Regions from separate parts of the Canis lupus genome. Here region 2 is linked to region 1. The links are chromatin contacts, called in public Hi-C maps. All regions are on one chromosome and are shown on one strand. The core of a region is the stretch at or near the end of the contact, and the rest is flanking DNA. Distances in the headings are between cores, read along the strand shown.

Region 1 (2,930 bases), core at 275-2,774:
AAATCTTAACCTTCTCCCCTTCCCCCTGTGAATAGGGAAAGAATGGGATTTTAGGTGGGGAAAGATTAGGGGCCCCAGCTAGGTTCTGGGGATATTTCAGGTATGCAGATGCAGCGATAAAATGAAGACAGAGATTAGGAAAATTTAGAGCGCCTTATCTCAATTACTAGGGTTAAGATGTTTTTCTAATAATTACATTGTAACCACAGAAAATAAAAATAACCCCAAAAACTAATCAGGCCTCAAAGGAAGACTTAACTATAAAGATTAATCAGACTAGCAATAGATATCTATAGATCACAGATGTCACAGAGACAAGAACTCTCAAACAATGTGTAAGTGTCATGTCTAGTTCCAGGCCACTGACCCGACTACCCCCAGGTTTCTGGCAAAATCCTAATAAAAGAACAGAGATGAAAAGACCTCATTGGCAACCCGGTTGGGACCCCTCTCACTCTCTAGAGATTTTTCTATATCCTTGCCTAATAAAACTCTACCACTTTGCTCACTCTCCTTTGTGAGATTTATTCTTCCACTCCATGGGACAAGAACATTGCTCCCCCCTGCTTCACCTGGATAGAGCTCCTTTCTCATGGCTGCTGTGACCACAAGGCCTGCAGAGGGTGCTGTTCTCCTTCAGTTCTCAAGCAGAGCTTTAGCGCTCAGCAGGGAGCCAGCATCAGAATCCCCTGGAAGGCAGGACACATCACTGGTCCCCATACTGACTTTCGGATCCAATGTGTCTGGGTGGGATCTAGAAACGTGCATTACTAATGAATCCCCAGGTAGAGGCTAATGCTGCTGGTCCAAAGACCAACTTTGTGAACAGTGGCTCACAAGCATCTAAGACTCTTCTTTGTTATCTTCAAAAGTACAGGTAAAACAAGGCCAGAACAGGAAGAAAATAAACAAACAATAACCAAAAAAATAGAGACACTTGGATGCCTCAGCAGGTGAGCACTGCTTTCAGCTCGGGGCCTGATCCTGGAGTTGAGCGATAGAGTCCCACATTGGGCTCTTCGAGGAGAGCCTGCTTCTCCCTCTGCCTATGTCTCTGCCTCTCTCTCTCTCTCTTTTTCCCTCTCCTCATCTATCTCTCTGTCTCATGAATAAATAAATAAAATCTTAAAAAAAAGAACCAAGAAAATACAGAGCAAGACCCAAGCATATAATATGACTTATACTATGCAGATCTGAGTTCTGAGAGCCTTCTGAGTTCTGGCTTTCTGATTGAGAGCCGGTCTCTCTTCCCCAGCTTCTTTCTCTGGGGCAGATGAACATCCCCTATTAAGAGAGTAAGAAGTTTTATCCCTATAGCTTAGCAGGAATAAGACCAATGAGAACATAGTATGAGAACCACATAATCTGAACAAGTGAAATACATATAAAATAGGAAATCTTTTATTTCCTTAACAGTGTCATTTATTTTATAGCTCCTTCCAGTTTCTAGGACAAAGCTTTGTCCCCAGTGTGTGCCTAACAAATGTCTGAAGTGAATGGAATTATAGTTTACAACATCTCTTCACACACAGAAATATAATCTACTTCACCAATGTTACTCATTTGTTCTTACTCAGCTATATTTATCCAAAGAACTTTGAATCATGTATTATTTTTATCAGTTATTGCAGCAGCTTTCCAGATAGCACACAGGCTCAATAAATGTAGGTCTATTCTTCTTTATCTCTGTACTATGTCTTCCTTGGTTCATTATCTTAGAAACCTGTGCTCAATTACTAGTCTCATATTTATTTAGGTTGTAGCTTGTCGTGACTATGGGCTGTTTTTGAAGAAAAATATGCATAACTTTTTTTCCTTACAGCTAATCAATCACTAGCTACTCTTTCATGTCCTCTCTGATCCTTTTGGAAACTAAAATTAAACTTCCTCACTTATGTTTCCCTTCTTGAGGGACAGAACAAAAGGAAGTTATAAAGAGAGTGAGAGCCAGAGCAAATGAGTTAGAGGAAAATGGAGACACCAAGAGGGGGAGACAGAGACAGGGAGATAGGGAGAGACAGAGACAGAGACGCAAAGCAATGCTTCCAGGAGGATGAATCGCTCTTCCCACAAAGCTACCCACACACTCCCCAAAACACCTCACAAGTCCCTCAACCTGGAAGTACAAGCCTCAAAAGGCTGAGTCACCACCCTAGCCCTACATAATCTGCTTGACCTGGTTCCTAAGGGAATTACGTTTTGTCTTAGTCACTTAGGGATTATTCCCTTATTCTTGCAGTAGCCACCTGTCTTGTCCACCCAAGGTGATTAATGGACTATAGGCATTTTTCTGACATCAATTTCATGCAACCACATTTGTTTTTAAAAGACCAACCAGGGATTCCTGGGTGGCTCATCGGTTTGACGCCTGCCTTCAGCCCAGGGCGTGATCCTGGAGACCAGGGATCGAGTCCCAGGTAGGGCTCCCTGCGTGGAGCCTGCTTCTCCCTCTGCCTGTGTCTCTGCCCTTCTCTCTCTCTCTCTCTGTCTGTATCTCTCATGAATAAATAAAAACTTTAAAAATAAAAGACCAACCAGAGACTGAATGAAGTAGAATTTGGCCTCAAGATTCTCATTCGGATTCCAAAAAATTGAAATTATACAAGGTTAGGAAACAAACACAAACTAACAAAAAATCATAATAAATTAAAATGTGGCAGCTGTTTGCCAGCCTCAGCCAGAAAGTAATCTTCCCTGAAAGAATAACAACTTGGGGAACAAGTGTCATGCTTGCAGGTCTTTGTGGATGAAGGAATTTAAGAACAATTAGACTGATGATTCATGAGTGAAGACAACTGGTTTATCACATTTGATCCCCATTACTAGCATGGTGAGGAAAATGGGTTTCATTTTACATGTGACAAAACTGAGGTTCAGATTCACCAATGATCACATAGTAAGAAGCAGGAAGTTGAACCCAGTCCCCCTAA
Region 2 (2,700 bases), core at 142-2,641, 210 kb after region 1:
GATACTGGCTTTGCCATATATGACATGTATGGTTTAAAGCAAGATAGCCTATTTGAGTTTCAGTTTTACATCTTTTAAAAATGGATAATATATATGAATATAAAAATATAAGTATTTTATTTATTTTTTAAGATTTTATTTATTATTCATCAGAGATACAGACAAAGAGAGGCAGAGACACAGGCAGAGAGAGAAGCAGGCTCCATGCAGGGAGCCCGATGGTGGGACTTGATCCTAGGAGACCAGGACCATGCCCTGGGCCAAAGGCAGGCGCTAGACTGCTGAGCCACCCAGGGATCCCCCATGTAAAATATATTTTAAGAGGGATAATCGGGATAATCGTGCCTGTATGCAGAAAATCAGCTACAAGACATAGCATAGACAGGCACAGCGGTCCTGAGATTGCCACTCTTTGAAAGGCCTGCTTGCAAGGTTGGCCCTTGATTGGCAGTTTGGATTTGGCAAGAAATGGTTTATGCCAAACACCTGAGTTCTTTCTGGGAGTCTGGAATTTGAGACATGCTAAGTACAGAGTGCCTGTATGAGCAGGCCCCCATAAAAATCTTGGGCACTGAGTCTTCCAATGAGCTTTCTCTGGTAGATAACATCTTGCATGCATTGTCAGAGCTCATTTCTAGAGGAATTAAACATATCCTGCATGACTATACTAGGAGGAGACTCTTGAAAGCTCAGGGCTTCCTTTATACTTCACCCTATGCAACCTCTCCCAATGCCAATTTTTCTTTGTATCTACTTACTGTTATAACTCAACGCCATGAGTGTGATAATATGCTGAGTCTCATGTGTTTTCCCAGCAAATCATTAAGACCAGGATTGGCCTCTTAAACCCCTCACATAACCTTACTTTACTAGATTTTTCTGGAAAATTAAATATGATTATACTTAGCATAAGATTATAGTAGTTAGGGATCCCTGGGTGGCTCAGCGGTTTAGTGCCTGCCTTCGGCCCAGGGCGTGATCCTGGAGTCCTGGGATCGAGTCCCACGTCGGGCTCCCTGCCGTGGGGCCTGCTTCTCCCTCTGCCTGTGTCTCTCTCTCAATCTGTCTCCCATGAATAAATAAATAAAATCTTTAAAAATAAATAAATAAAGGACATGAGACAGGAAAAACAGTACCAGCTAAGCTTGAACTTTTCTGAACATTTTCCAGAGTGGATTCCCCTAAAATAATCACAAGTACAAAGCTTTTATTTATAGTAGAAAATTGGGTCACTTAGGACACTGTATTATTGTTGGGACCCTTCTGCTAGACTTGAGGCAGTAAAAACTTTATGAATTCCAGCCAGATAGCTATCTTTTCTGAGTGTGTGGTGGGAGGAAATGAAGCATTGCCCTATTCTCAGCCTTTGAGAAAATAATTTGCCCTAGCCACTTCCTCTGCTTAAAAAAAATGTAATGTATTAATATCTGACAAGAACCCATGTGAGATCAAGACATGAGGACAACAGGATGTACTTTTTTGTTTTTAAGGTAGAATTCTCATGCCTGACTAATCAACTAGAAAGTTTGATATTTGCATGCCTTAAGAAGAAAGATCCTAGATGGTTTGGGGTTGTATTCTCTACCTTTTATTTACCCAAGCTGGGTTCCTACATGTAAATTGAAGTATTTCTGCTGGGTCCTCCAGGTTTTAACCACCTTCATTGTCATGTTTATAAAAAACAGACAAAAACTTGAAGGCAAAGATACTTTTTTGGTTTCTGCTGCAGCAATGATGTGCAGGCCTGCTAGGTTTGGGTGGGATCTTGTGCAGGAAAGTACTCTGTGTCAGGCCCAGGGTGAGGTATGAGCAGCCCTGTCAGTCAGGCCATATGATCTTGCACACTGCATGGTGTTGGAGCTGTGATTGGTAAGGAAGGATTTTATGGCAAGTCCCAGTGGGGGATCACAATTTAGAGCCTTGGGAAGTGAGAACACAGCCATGCTATCTGCAGTAGAGAATCACATGTCTTTGAAAAAATGATTCCTGTCATGCTGTAAAGCTCTGGTCAAGATAGAAGGCCTGTCAATTGGTCACCAAGCGATCATGCAGTAAAATTTCTCATCATGAACTGGGGCAGATCAACCAAGTCCTAAATAAGGGGGTCCTAGCAACAATCCATCATAAACTGAAGGTGCTACATTTAGAATTGAGAATATCAGGAACAGAGGGTACAAGTAAGTTGCATGAGCAGGATCCCAGACAACCCCATGGTCCCTAACCACTATTGCCCCAGTGCCCCTCTTCAGCGCGTACTCAGGACTGTATGGGCATTCTGCATGACCAGCCAAAGAATAAAAAGCAGTCAAGTTTGTTTTGCAGATGGGTGTAGCCTGCATAGGAGGGCAAGCTAAAAATGGATCATATCTTTTCTACAGACCTCTCAGCAACCTTAAAAGATAATGGCAAGGGGAAATCCTCCCAGTGGATAGAACTTTGAGTAGTGTACTTTGTGTGGAAGAGATGTACACTAGGGTTAGAATATATAGGAACTCATGGACAGTGGCAGATGGCCTGGCCAGTTGACTAGCGGTCTGGAAGGAAAGGAGGTTGGAAGGTTGCAGACTAGGAAGTCTGGCGTAGAAGTATATGAATAGAAATACAGGTGTGGGTATGAAACGTGTCAAATGTTAACATGTCTCAGAGAGTAGCAGCAGAAGAGGCATGAAACAACCAAGTAGACACAATGACCTGGTCAGT

What was found. A called contact is a pair of places that touch in the nucleus more often than the background predicts.
Region 2: a contact with region 1 is called in a Hi-C map of amygdala, with 5 times the contacts expected there. The contact joins two enhancer-like sites. A contact is called at or near these places in 2 of 9 Hi-C or Micro-C datasets (amygdala and skin fibroblasts).

Annotation. Positions count from the first base shown.
Region 1 is chr1:86,381,112-86,384,041 of UU_Cfam_GSD_1.0, forward strand. No RefSeq gene overlaps it. Among named protein-coding and RNA genes, the nearest start is that of C1H9orf85, 99 kb to the right of the region's middle. Within about 2 kb of position 1,525, at least 2 of the 20 cell types and tissues checked have an H3K27ac peak or open chromatin away from gene starts, as enhancers often do.
Region 2 is chr1:86,595,655-86,598,354 of UU_Cfam_GSD_1.0, forward strand. The region is part of intron 5 of LOC106559439 (a long non-coding RNA gene); the gene reads left to right. Among named protein-coding and RNA genes, the nearest start is that of CEMIP2, 24 kb to the right of the region's middle. Within about 2 kb of position 1,392, at least 3 of the 20 cell types and tissues checked have an H3K27ac peak or open chromatin away from gene starts, as enhancers often do.